Regions from separate parts of the Sus scrofa genome. Here regions 2, 3 and 4 are each linked to region 1. Evidence: chromatin contacts called from public Hi-C and promoter capture Hi-C data. All regions are on one chromosome and are shown on one strand. The core of a region is the stretch at or near the end of the contact, and the rest is flanking DNA. Distances in the headings are between cores, read along the strand shown.

Region 1 (3,237 bases), core at 298-2,797:
CCGTCGTGGCGCAGTGGTTAACGAATCCGACTAGGAACCATGAGGTTGCGGGTTCGATCCCTGCCCTTGCTCAGTGGGTTAACGATCCGGCGTTGCCGTGAGCTGTGGTGTAGGTTGCAGATGCGGCTCAGATCCCGCGTTGCTGTGGCCCTGTCGTAGGCCGGTGGCTACAGCTCCGATTGGACCCCTAGCCTGGGAACTTCCATATGCCGCGGGAGCGGCCCAAGAAATAGCAACAACAACAACAACAAAAAGACAAAAAGACAAAAAAAATTTTAAAAAAAATGCCATTAGGTAGAAGGGAAAAGGGAAAGCTACCTACTGGTGATATCTGTACTCATGTGAGCAAATCCAGGAAGGTAGGACATACAGACTCTGCTCAGTAGTCTGAACTAGAAAAAATACCCCTAGTATGTCATTTTATGCAGGAGAACCTTGTCTGTCTTAATGACTACTACGCCCAGTGCCTACAACAGAACCATGTGAAGAATTAATGAATGAACAAGTTTAAACTGATTAAAGGAGATAGGGAGCCAGAAATTCCTAAAGACAGCAAGGACAGGTACTAGGAGCACAGGAAAAAGAGTTTGACAGGACAACGAGTGGCTGAGGAGTTAACTGCTGTTTTGCGAATAAGTATTAATGGTAAAGAAGCCACAAGAGGTATAAGGAAAATAGTGAAGAAAGAAACTGAATATATTCATTCAATAATTATTCACTGACAGCTTTCTGTGAGCCAGTCGTTGTTCTGGGCATTAGAGATAGAGAAGAGAAGAGACAAAAGTCCAGACCTTCTTGGAGTTGACATTCTAGCAGAGGATATCGCCTGATAGAGATACCACTGTGACAGAGAAGAGGAAGCCCAAAGAACCCCTACTGGGTTCGGAGTCCGTCTGGGAGTGGGCTAATGCGGAGGCCTAAGGAAGGGAGCAGGTGACGCCCAGGGCAGCATCCCTGGACCTCAGCGGGGACGCACCAAAATGCAGGATCTGATCAGAATAAAGAGGAAGGCCGCGGCAGGCTGTCCTGCGCAATATCCCTACAGCGAATAAGGCACACTGGCTGACAAAGACAAGGATTCCCAAGTCTAGGCCCAAACCCGAAAGAGGGACCAATATCCGCTGCCTGGAGCCACCACGACTGGGTAAGAAAAGGTCGGAAAGGAAGAAGGGACACTCACCTCACCACGCCCGACTCTCGAGACCTTCTGTCCCGGATTCTGGGGCGCTGGCGCAGCCACTCCTCGCTCAGAACGTCTCAGAAAGCCAAAACCCGCACCTTGAAAGCGGCCATCGTTGTCCCATAATACTTTGCGCGGTCCCCTCTATCCGTCCAAAGATACCATCGAGATCAGCCCGGAAAACGCGAGTTCCTAGTGCGGGGCGGAAGGGGACCACGCTTGTTGGACTAGACGGTCCTCCGCTGAGGCTGGGATAAGACATTTATTACAGACACTTCCGAGTCTCTTGGCGACCAATCACGGTTAGTCTAAGAGTTGGGCAGCCCCCTAATTGGAATGCGGGGTGGGATCGGCCATGTTTAACAAGGGCGGAAGTGACCCTAAGGCTTCCGGTCGCAGCGGGGAAGATTGGCCGTGAGTAGAATAGGCCCTTCCGCTTATTGGGCTGCTGAACTGAACAGACCGCGCGTTAATCACTGCGTTTGTGCGTTTTCTTTTTCCGTTTCCGTCCACTTAAGAGGTCGGCCGAGAGTTATTTGGCAACAGCCCCTGGGTTACTCTGGTTTAGGGTCGCCGCCGCGGTTGCGGAAGAAGAAAGGAGTCGCCGGCGTCGCGGCTTTTTGGAGAAAGTGTCAGGGTTGCCGAAAGCCTTGAAGTGCTGGCGAGGAAGATGACGTGCAAATAAAGTATCATTTTTCCCCGGCACTTGTGGGCCAGGAGTAGTCCAGCCACTGGCATCATAAAAAATAGGTATGTCGGGGATATTGGAAAAATGAAGACGTGCACCCCAGTGTGAGTAAAAGTCACTCGTAAGTTCACACGCAGTGAAAACCACTGAGGGTGTTTGAGGATATTCATTTTTAGTTATTTCCTATGTGAATATGTATATTTGCATTATAGTTAGGTTTTGTACAAAAGCGGAATCACCCTTTGTATACTACTGTTTTATGACTTTTTTCTTTATTACGAGGATTTTTCACGTATCTGAATTGTTAATCTATAACGCAATATGTAGTGACAGTGTGTTAGTATGTTACAGGACTGCCATCCTTCATTTCACGATTCTCCTACCGATGGCAGTGTAAGTTGTTTCCAGTTTTTCACTGTTAAAAACGTGACAAATATCCTTTTTACATAAATCTTTCTGCGTATGTCTGGTTATTTACTAGGAAATAATTCTCAGAAATGGAGTTGTATTTCAGGTTTCTTTCTAGACAAGGTTTGTTCTCTGTTTTCTAGGGGGGACTATGAAGCCTGTCCCTTCACTGACATTCTTGCCTTTATCATTTAATCTTTGCCAGTTTAATGGCTTTTTAAAATATAACTTTTTTTTTTCTACTTTTTGTGGCCACACCCACAGCATATGGAAGTTCTCAGGGTAGGAGTCAAATCAGAGCTACAGCTGCTGGCCTACACCAGAGCTGACGCAAGGCCAGATTCCCCCCCACCCCACTGAGAGAGGCCAGGGATCAAATCCACATCCTCATGGATGCTAGTTGGATTCATTTCCGCTGTGCCACAGTGGGAACTCCTAAAATACATCTTTTAATTTGCTTTTCTTTACTTAGCAGTGAAACTTTCCAAATTTTTTTTTTTCTCGTCTGTCTTCTTTCTGAATTCCTTGTTTTTATCCTTTGCTATAGACATTTTCTTAGGTGTGGTCTCAATTTCCCTTTCCTTTTTTCAACATTTATTCAATTCCACTCTCACACCCTCACCTCCCCACTCACTCTGATGACAACTTTGCTCTCCTGCCATTTCCTCCTCTTTTTATCAGTAACACGCAGAAATTGCTGTTTGGTTGAATTCTAGTGGTTCGACAGATCCATCTTTTCTTTAGCTTTCCCCTTTCCCTCTCAGAATTTGTTCTGCCATTCCTGTTTGATGAAGTACCTTCTGGCAATCAGCTTCCCTATTTAAAATATGGCTCATGACTGGAACAGTTCCATTTCTTATGCGAATTTTAGTAATTCATATCTTAAAATGCTGCTTGTCACATAAGAGAGAGGGAGGGAAGGAAGTCCTCTTTTTTCATAGCATTAGACAACTTTGGAACT
Region 2 (3,237 bases), core at 548-3,047, 190 kb after region 1:
TTCGTTAACCACTGGGCCATGATGGGAACTCCCATTTTACACTTTTCTTTAGTTGCCCTGTGATCCAGGGCTGCACTGTAGAGCAGTGCAAGGAGGGGGTATGAGGTGACTGAATTCCTTAAGCATTCTCTCCAAATGATTTGCTCTCGGTTGATACCACCCTAAGTATGGGAGAGGGGTGGGTGGATGTATATTATTTTCTAATTCATAAGGTAGCACCATGTAGAACCCCAATGGGTTAGGGAGTGGGAGAGTAGTTCAGCAAGTCACAGCTTTTCTGAGTCTGTCTCCTTATTTGTAAAACAAAGCTCTTTTTTTTTTTTTTTTAAAGCTGCACTGGCGGCATATGGAAGCTCCCAGGCTAGGGGTCAAATTAGAGCTGCAACTGCCGGTTTATACCTGGTCTGTGACCTACACCACAGCTTGGGCACTGCCAGATCCTTAACCCATTGAGTGGGGCCAGGGATTCAAGCTGCATCCCACGGATAGTAGGTTTGTAACCTGCTGAGCCACAATGGGAACTCCTAAAACTAAGCTAGTCCGACTCAGGAGGTGGTCATGTGGGTCAAATTAAATTATATATATGAAGAACTTATTATATACAATGCAATATCAATATTTAATAAAAATGATGTTACTATTATTACACTCTTGGTCTCCTTTCTTTCCAGCCTTGGCATGCCCCAATTGTTCAAGAGCAAAATTGTAAGGTGGCCCTACTCAATTTTTGTAAAATGCTTTGAAATCCCTTCCTGAAAATGGCTAAGGAAAAAAACCTCCTGTCTATGACAGGTCCTAAACTCAAGGTTTGTGGTTGATTCAGCTCTTTGTCATCTAGCTAGGTGCTGTGCTTTGTTCACTTTTGGGGATATTCTATTGCCATTCTACCTGAATGATTTTAGTTTAGATAGGTCACCTTTCCTTTAAACAGGCCAAGATATCATGGTAGTCTTTATGTGCACGTGGAAAATATTCGTGTAAGGTGTTAGTAATTATTTATCAAGCCAGGACCTGGCTGATGCCTCAGGTTGGCCTGTATAGTTGGCCTGTCTTTGGCGCAGGTCATCATGGCATGGAGTCAGTGAGAAGGCACACTCTGAAAGGTTTTAGCTATCGATAGTCCAAATCCTCTTTTTTTACATGAGAAAACTGAGTCCCAGAGACTTTAAATGTCTTGTTCAATGCAGGAGGTTGAGAGATGATACTGGGGTTGGAATCTGTTCTTCTGTGTCTTCTGCTTTTTTTTTTTTTTGTTTTTTTTTTTTGCTTTTTAGGGCCGCATATGTGGCATATGGAAGTTCCAAGGCTAGGGGTCCAATCTGAGCTACTGGTCTAAGCCACAGCCACAGACAGCAAGGAAGGATCCCAGCCGCGTCTGCAGAGTACACCACAGCTCATGGCAACTCCGGATACTTAACCCACTCATATCCTCATGGACTCTAGTCGGGTTCACAACCCGCTGAGCCACAACGGGAACTCCTTCTAACTCTATTTTCACAAAATACGTTCCAAGGTGCCATAAAACCTCAGAGTCCAAGATCACTTGGAGTATGTTTCTGAAATTAAACCTAAAGAGAATGCTAAGGTCTCAAAGAAGATAGGAAAAGAATCTAGGGTTCTCATGGCATAGGACCCACTTAGCCTAGCTCAGAGTTCTCCGCCCCCACCTGCCTCGGCTCTCCACTTCCTCCGCTACCTTGCAAGCCCCACCCTCTTCAGGTGGCCCCGCCACTTCCTGGTAGCCCAGCTTCCCCACCCCCTACCCCAAGCGGAACCAATGTCCCTGGGCCCCGGGGTCGACCGGATCTTTCTTGCTCCTACTCTTCGCAGCGGTGACTCGGCAGCAGCGTCTCGCGTCATCAGTGACAGCCCCGAATTTTGCTACGCTTTGCGTCGCTCTGCCAGAGCAGTCACCTCCTCCTTGGCAAATAGTCCTCGGTGGGGTCCGAGTTCCTGGATAATAAGAGGGGGGAGGCACGAGAAATTGCAGCCAGGGGACAAGGGATCAACAAGCAGAGGGAGCTAGGGACTGAAGTTTCTGCGATAGTGTGCGAAGTTAGTTAAAAAAAACTCCCTCCCTCCTAAGAATCCTTCCGCCTGCAGTAGCGGTGGTGAGGCTGAGGGAGCCGCCATTTTGGATGTTCGGTTCCTGCTGCCACTGCTGCCGCCGCCCCCGAAGCTGCTGGTTTCATTCGAGGTTTCGGGCCGGTGAGTGTCACTCGTGGCGCTAAGAGCATACTGCTTTTTTTTGCCCAGTGCCTGTCAAGAGCGCTCGGCCGGAGACTTCCTGTCAATTCTAGGGGTCCGGTCCCAGGCCGTGGGGGGTGAGAAGAGAGGACGGAGGCTGAGCCTGTAGGGGCCCGGAGCCCCAGGAGCTCCTCGACTTCTTGAGGGCCGACCCCGAGGCCTCGGACCGGGAGGCTCTGCGCGCGGCCGCCTTCCGTGCTGCGGCGTTGCCCGGCTGGTGTGGGCCTTCTTGAACCCATTGACTTTCTCAGGCTGAGATCCTTCTTTGAGGGCTCATTCAGAAAGCCTAGGGTTAGCGGGGCGGGTCCCACCTCGGGCGGGTCCCACCCCCGCGTGTCTTCTCTGTGCCACGTATCAGCGTTCTTGTATCTTGTACCCTTGTCAGGTCTTTCGTAGAACTCTCATCGGCGTTTCCAAATGCTTCGTTAGTCGCTGTCTGCACCTGCATTGCTGTTCTCTTAGAACCGGACATTGGCCTCGCCTCTCTCTAACCTTCCTACCAACTTCTTTCCCAGTTTTCCGGGTGTTTCTTTTTCATTTTCTTTTTTTCTTAAACTCATCTGCCAATACACTGCTTATCTTCTCTCAAACTCCTGATCCTGTAGGTGTCAACTACTAATAATTCTCTCGGTCTTCTTAACTGTTGGGGAGAGTCAGGACGGTTGGTTGTGTTTCCCTGTTAGGGTTTTGTTGTAGGAGACGGGTCGAACCACTCGCTCAGAGTGTAAATATTTGTAAAGCTAATGAAACGGCTTTGCGGAGAGGAGGTGGTAGGGAGAGGCTGTCAAATGTTTTCGCATTTGTGGGGTTCCCTTCCCATGCTGAACACTTAACTTTTGGGTACTTTTTGATATTTATGTATGGTGTATATCATTGCCTATGAAAATCTACCTGTGAAAAAGAATTTCAATCTGACATAGATAGAAAGGAAAGTAACTTTTTCGGCTGCTCTGGGCATTGCTTAACAGAAGAGAGGAGTGAATGAACATA
Region 3 (3,237 bases), core at 226-2,725, 160 kb after region 1:
AGGGGGAGTCACTCAAGAGGAAGCATTATTAACAGATTTCCAGGGTTTAAAAAAAAAAATAACAGGTTCCTGTGTGTGTGTGCATGTGTAAAATTTTCTAAGTGACAACTTTGTACTAAGTGCTGAATCAAGTGTGACACAAACTGAAAGCATTGCCTTCATCCTCACCTAGCTAACAATGGGGAAACAAAATTCATGTTAAGCTGTCAATATCTGAATCTTCACACACCAGAAACAATAAGCACTGAAGAAGAGAGTCTTAACCTCTGAAAACAGAGAAAGCAGCACTGACCAGTACTTGGAGAAACTACCCACTGTGCTGTCCAAGTCCTACAGAACCCTGCAAGCCTCAAACCAAACTGAAGACATTTCTCTCAAGATCTACACGGTGCGTGGGTACAATAAATGCGACAAGACAGGAAAACAAGGTAGAAACACAAATCTTTGGTTCCATAAACACAACTTTTCACAGTGGGCACAGTCTGTATACCCTCTTTGCCAGCAGTTCCAGTAAGTGAAAAGCAGTTAGCTTTCTCCCTCATTTCCAAGAGAAACTGGGGTCACACATTCAATCCCAGAATGATCCTTGCTCCATACAATTAAAATATTAAAGAAAACCTGCCTCTAGGTCACTGAGGGGTTAGCCAATCACAAGCTAATAAAAGGACTGAAAGAGGCAAAAGGTCTGCGGGAATGACAACAAAGAGCCAAGCCTGAGCACCAGGTTCCCACGACGGCAAAACACATTTCGGAATCTGAAACCTCGTCACTGTAGGGGCTCAATGAGGATTTCTCCAGGGGAAGACCTAACTTGCGAGCCCAACCGAGCTAACAGGAAAGGGGGACCATTCCGGAGAACTGCCAACACTGCCAGCAGAGCCCGGAATCAAGAGGCTGATCCCAGCCTAAGACTCGAATTCGCTGAGAGAGGTGCGCCCGCCAGAAAGAGAGGAGCTTAGAAGAGACCAGGGGTTATGGCTTCCCGTGAACCCTCAGTCCTCTCAACAACAGAGGAAGGGCCCGAATTTGGGAAATCTGCGGTCAGAAAGTCGGGGTCGACCTTTCAGGCAGAGGGGCAGGGGCGAGGCCCCGCAGGCAATGCTTCCTTGTTTGGGGGCAGCTTCCCGCCCCCAGGACTCGGATACCTCGGCCCACAGGGACACAGCCTGGGGCCGCTCTCTGGGCCGGGCCAGTGAGAAGCGGTCGGGGGTCTAGGCGCGGCCTCTTTCGCTCCCTCGGTCCGCGGGGCAACCGGCTCCGGGGGGCCACTTCCTCCAGAGCTGCGAGCCCAGGCCTCATTGGCCGCAGTAAGGCCGACTCGGTAGCCCCCACTCCCGGCGACACTCACCGGCCCATCTCACGGCGCTCCCCGGGCTCCTCCCTCTTGTCCCGGAGCCGCCGCAACCGCGGCCGCCGCCATCCCCGGCGCCGGAGCCGCCCCACACCCAGCGCCCCCCCAGCCGGGCGCCCGGAGATGGCGTCAAGCGCGTACCGCCCCCGGCGCGGGGAGATTACGTCACGACCCGGACTGGCGAGCAATGCCCGGAGTACCGGGGAAGGGAGGAGGCTGGCTACCCGCCCATTGCCCCCAGCGCCCCCTCTGGTGGGAAAACGAACTCCTCCTCCTGGGTCCGGTCACGTGAATAGGGCCTGGCCAGGCGTCCTCACCCTGACCCTACAATGACCCTGCAGTCTCTACTCAATAAACTTTGGGGGCTACAAAAAGAGCCCTGAGGCGTGGTGGTCAGCGATCCTCATTTCCTGGACAGTCTTGTGAAGCTCTTCTTGGGAACCTCGGGAAACTTTGAGACAAGCCCGGCCCAGGAGAGTAAAGGGATTCCCCTAGAGATTTAGGAGTTAGAAATGGCTCTGAGAGGGATGAGAATGGACAGAACCCAGGATTCAGGGGAAGGTGAAGCTACTGACTAGAATGTCTTGAGGAATGAGAGGAAGGGGGTTAGCTAGTTACGATGGCAAGCAGCCTAATTTAGTGGCAAGAGGGCCTGAGTACTCCATGAGCTATTATTAGGTCACCCTTCCTTGCCAGTTAACTAGTCGACTTTATATAAACATCTGATTAACTTAAGTGGAAAAAAATTAACATCAGTTGAACATGTGCTTTGATTACAACTATGTACGAAAAGTAGTTCTGCGTCCAGACAGAAGCTGGGCTGAGAAAAAAATAACTTTAGCTATTGGAGAGATTGGATTCTGAGTAGATTTTCCCCTTTTCAGTTGCTGCAAATTTTGTGCAGTAAGTAGTAGCTGACTTTTGTTTGATTTTGAAAGTACTATCCAGCCTTACGAAAGTTGCTTTACAGAGTTCCTGTGGTGGTGCAGTGGTTAATGAATCTGACTAGGAACCATGAGGTTGCAGGTTTGATCCCTGGTCTTGCTCAGCAGGTTAAGAATCTGGCATTTCCATGAGGTGTGGTTGTAGGTTGCAAACGTGGTTCAGATGTGGTGTTTCTGTGGCTCTGGTGTAGGTTGGGGTCTACAACTCCAATTGGACCCCTTCATATACAGTGGAGAGCGGCCCTGGGGGGGGGTCATTTTACTATTTGAGACTTGGGTTTTTCCACTTTTTCTTTTTTTCCCCTTTTTTTTTTTGCTTTTTTATGGCCACACCTATGGCATATGGAGGTTCCCAGGCTAGGGATCTACTTGGAGCTACAGCTGCCAGCCAGTGCCACAGCAACACCAGATCCAAGCTGCATCTGTGACCTACACCACAGCTCACGACAATGCCAGATTCCCGACCCACTGAGTGAAGCCAGGGATTGCACCGGAAACCTCATGGTTCTTAGCTGGATTCGTTTCTGCTACACCACGGCGTGAACTCCTCCACTTTTTCTAAATGAGGAGTTTGAACTGGATAGAGGGATTGGAGTAAAATGTAGATAGAAGAGCTTTCAAAACATTTTAAGTGAAAAAATAAGTGTGAGATCTTGTATCTAATGATGTAAGACATATGACATTATAGTTGCATATTTTTATGTATTTCTATGGAAAAGGAGTGAAAGGATATATAACACCTAGTTAATATTGGTTATCTCAGGAGAGGAAGCTGGAATTGGGTGGCGGCCAAAAGAAACAAAAAGGACTTATTGTTTGGATTTTTTATGAGAATGTTACCTTAGAAATATTAAAATGAGTAAGTTAAACTATAAAGTACGTGATTGCTAAGAATTTTTTTTTTTTTTTTTTTTTTTTTAGGACTGTACCTGTGGCATATGG
Region 4 (3,237 bases), core at 246-2,745, 130 kb after region 1:
TTTCTCTTAGGTTCTGACAGCTGAACTTAGCCCCTCCCACAAAGGCCCGTGGACCCTAGGTCTCCGTCACATTAAACTCCTTGGGGGCCGAAGAAACCGTGAGGTGAGGGAAATGAAGGGAAGAGGGTTTGGGTTGGGGAAAGGAGTTGGGTACTAAGGTTGAACGAAGGAGAAGGGGTGGCTGCGGTGGAGCTGTGGTTGGGGGATGTGGGTTTTGTGGCTGAACTCGAAGGTGGGGTAAGAAACCAGGTTCAGAGCTGACAGTCCCGGTGGAGGTTTCAGGTTCAGGAGAGGATAGGGGAGCTGAGGGGCCGACAGGGCCATAGCGCGACGTGGGAGTGTACGAGGCTGGGGGGGTCTCTCCGGCGCGAGGATGGAGGCGAGGCCCCTCTCCAATGTCTGTGATTGGATGCTCCCTTAAGGCCCACCTCCCGGGACCCCTTGCCTTTCAAGCCCCGCCCACGCCATCGGGCGCGCGCCTGGGAGCGGGGAGGGGGACCGAACTGGAGTAGGGGGGAGGGGGAGGGAGAGGAGAGGCTCGTGCACGCGCCCCACTCGCTGCGGGTGCGCGAGCTGCGCGCTCCCGCCGCCCGCGTCGCCATCTTTTCCCCCTCCGTCTGTCTGTCTGCCGTGGGCTTTGTCCGTCTGCAGCGCCACCCCTCGGCTCCCCGCCACCGGCTCGGCCCGGAGCTGCCCTCTGCCCGCTGGGGCCCAGTCCCGGAAAGCCCCGGTTCGGCCGGCCTGAGCTGCGGCCCGTGGCCCATTGTCCGGCGGTCCGTCTGTCCGTAGGCGGGGCCCAGGGACCCGGAGAGCCGCGGAGCGCGGAGGCGCCGGGTAAAAAGACCCTCGACTCTTTCCCTCCCAGGCCAGACAGAGGATGCAGGGCTCCTCACCCCCCACCCTCGGTCGCCGGCTGTCGGCCCTTTTGTCTGTCTGTGTCTGGGGAGGGGACCAGGGGCTCGCTCCGGCTTGGGGGGCGGGGGCAGCCCAGGCTCTGACCCTCCCCCTGCCCCGGGCTCCCGCGACGAGGCCTGACCTGGCTGCCTCCCCGCGGCGGCCGTTCCTCTTTCCGTCTCTCCGGCGGTCTCGGGCGAGGGAGGGGCGTCCGCGCCGCCGCCCTCCCCGCGTGGGCCCAGGTCGGGCTCAGTCGGCACCGCCGGGACGGCCCCGGCGTCTGACAGGCTGTTCTGGGGGAGGGGGAGGATGGGCGTGGGAGTGCAGATCGGGGTATCTGTCCCGCGTCTGGGTCTCGCAAACGGGCTTCTAAATTTAGATTTCTGAGTAGCCCGTGTTGTCTGGGGTTTGTCTGAGCCGCATCGGAAGACCTCTGTCTCTTGTATGATAATTCCCGGGAATCTACCTGTGCTCACGCTTGAAGATGCCGGAGGGACCATCTCGGCTGATTATACGCACGCTCCAGACCAAACACAAGTGGGAACAGGGTGAGCAGTGAGGCGGCTACGTGACCGGCTTTCCTGTCCTCTCCTTTTTGGCAGATACAAATCACTGGGATTCAGGCAAATTAACTTTGCTCCGTGGGAACTGCACCAGAGCTGGAGGTAAGAATGCACCCTCTTTTTTGAAAGGTTGGATTTCACCCGTTTTTCCCTTGCTAAAGTCCAGTGTGTCCTGGAAGCTGCAACCTAACACCTGTGGGAGAGCAGGAATAGTGTTAAAGGGAGACGTTGGCCTCGCTCCCAAGGATTCTTAACCTCGTTCTAAAGACAGACAAAACTGCCTCCCTTTGTAAATGGAACCTCTTGTAGACCTGAATCTCACCGGTTACCTTTCTTCCCATCCTGTTTTTCTTCCAGATGGTGATGTTCAGGCTCTCCTTTTACATTTTTATGTTGGTTTCAGATTCAGCCCTGGGAATTGAGGCAGTGTTGAAAGTAAAACTGAGTTAGTGAACTATAGGGCAATGTATCCATGGCTTTATTAGCTTTTACTGCCTATAAAACTGTTGTTTAACCTCAGAGATCTTGTTGTGCAATCGAGAATGTAGCTCCAGGGCTAGTTATTTATTGTTAATTAATTAAATAATTTTTAGCTTATTTTCCGGAGTCCACAGCTCCATAGGCTTTCTTTTTTTAAAGGGAGGAAAGAGTATTTGCTTATTTTTTCCCCTTAATCCCTCAGGTGTGAAGTCTCACTGGGTACCATCTGCTTGGTTCCCCATTTGGCCACTAGGAGGATTGTGAGATGCAGTGGACACTGGCGATTTAAATATGCAGATGGTGATTTTTGTTTCTGACTTGTAGCTTTAGTATAGAACTGTTGTCTCACCAAGATTATCTGCTTTTTTTTTTTCGGCTTTTGAGAGTCACACCTGCAGCATATGGAGGTTCCCAGGCTAGGGATGGAATCGGAGCTACAGCTCCTGGCTATACCACAGCCACAGCAACACCAGATCCAAGCCATGTCTGCAACCTACACCACAGCTCAGGGCAATGCCAGATCCTTAACCCACTGAGCAAGGCCCAGGATCAAACCTGTGTCCTCATGGATTCTAGTCGGGTTCATTGACCACTGAGCCATGTTGGGAACTCCTAATTTCTGATCTTGATGCGAAGAAAATTTAAAGAATAGTTAAGGGAGTTCCCATCGTGGCGTGGTGGTTAGCGAACCCGACTAGGAACCATGAGGTTGCGGGTTTGATCCCTGGCCTTGCTCAGTGGATTGTGGATCCGGCGTTGCTGTGGCTGTGGTGTAGGCTGGTGGCTGTGGCTCCGATTGGACCCCTAGCTTGGGAACCTCTACATGCCGTGAGAGCGGCCCTAGAAAAGACAAAAAGACCAAAAAAAAAAAAAAAAAGGAATAGTTAAGAATTCATTTTCTTTCTCATACAATAGAGAGCTGTAGCTTTACAAATTTTAGGAAAAGTAATGATAGGCATCCTGCACTTGATTCAGCTTTCCACTTGTGGTTCCACAAACTTACAGGAAAAAACCAAGAGTGTAAAATTCATTCACTGCTTTGGTTAATAAATAACTGCTGATGCTGATGATCTACACAAACAGAACTTAGAGAACACATTTCATTAGCATTAGCCTTCAGCATAGTTCCCCCCTAAATAGTTAAAATTGATTTTTACTGTATACATTTGGAGTTGTTTTTTTTTTTTTAATTAAAGGTCTGAAAAAGAACTGTGTTTGATATGCAGATATGATAGAAGACTGCCTGAAAGCTGCTTCCTTTACCACTTCCTGTGGAGGCCTGTCTTTGCCATTTGCGGTT

Evidence for each region. Promoter capture Hi-C pulls out the DNA fragments that hold promoters and counts their contacts. A called contact is a pair of places that touch in the nucleus more often than the background predicts.
Region 2: a contact with region 1 is called in a Hi-C map of skeletal muscle, with 8 times the contacts expected there. The contact joins the promoter of AP1G1 here to the promoter of DHX38 in region 1. A contact is called at or near these places in 2 of 5 promoter capture datasets (fetal liver and liver), 6 of 47 Hi-C or Micro-C datasets (embryonic fibroblasts, heart right ventricle, liver and 1 more) and 1 of 2 datasets of contacts at active chromatin or transcription factors (alveolar macrophages).
Region 3: a contact with region 1 is called in a Hi-C map of mesenteric adipose tissue, with 2.8 times the contacts expected there. The contact joins the promoter of ATXN1L here to the promoter of DHX38 in region 1. A contact is called at or near these places in 4 of 47 Hi-C or Micro-C datasets (alveolar macrophages, liver, mesenteric adipose tissue and 1 more) and 1 of 2 datasets of contacts at active chromatin or transcription factors (alveolar macrophages).
Region 4: a contact with region 1 is called in a promoter capture Hi-C map of fetal liver, with 2.4 times the contacts expected there. The contact joins the promoter of IST1 here to the promoter of DHX38 in region 1. A contact is called at or near these places in 2 of 5 promoter capture datasets (fetal liver and liver).

What each region holds. Positions count from the first base shown.
Region 1 is chr6:14,996,401-14,999,637 of Sscrofa11.1, reverse strand. DHX38 (pre-mRNA-splicing factor ATP-dependent RNA helicase PRP16) reads right to left here and starts at 1,547. Exons shown (of 27, transcript XM_021093857.1): 1 at 1,181-1,547. TXNL4B (a long non-coding RNA gene) reads left to right here and starts at 1,561. Exons shown (of 3, transcript XR_002344529.1): 1 at 1,561-1,930.
Region 2 is chr6:14,808,381-14,811,617 of Sscrofa11.1, reverse strand. AP1G1 (AP-1 complex subunit gamma-1) reads left to right here and starts at 1,797. Exons shown (of 24, transcript XM_003126897.6): 1 at 1,797-2,208.
Region 3 is chr6:14,834,970-14,838,206 of Sscrofa11.1, reverse strand. ATXN1L (ataxin-1-like) reads right to left here and starts at 1,475. Exons shown (of 3, transcript XM_005664370.3): 1 at 1,349-1,475.
Region 4 is chr6:14,867,117-14,870,353 of Sscrofa11.1, reverse strand. It overlaps IST1 (IST1 homolog), which reads right to left and starts at 1,495. Exons shown (of 10, transcript XM_021093850.1): 1 at 1,361-1,495. It overlaps ZNF821 (zinc finger protein 821), which reads left to right and starts at 35. Exons shown (of 8, transcript XM_021093841.1): 1 at 35-103; 2 at 1,497-1,559.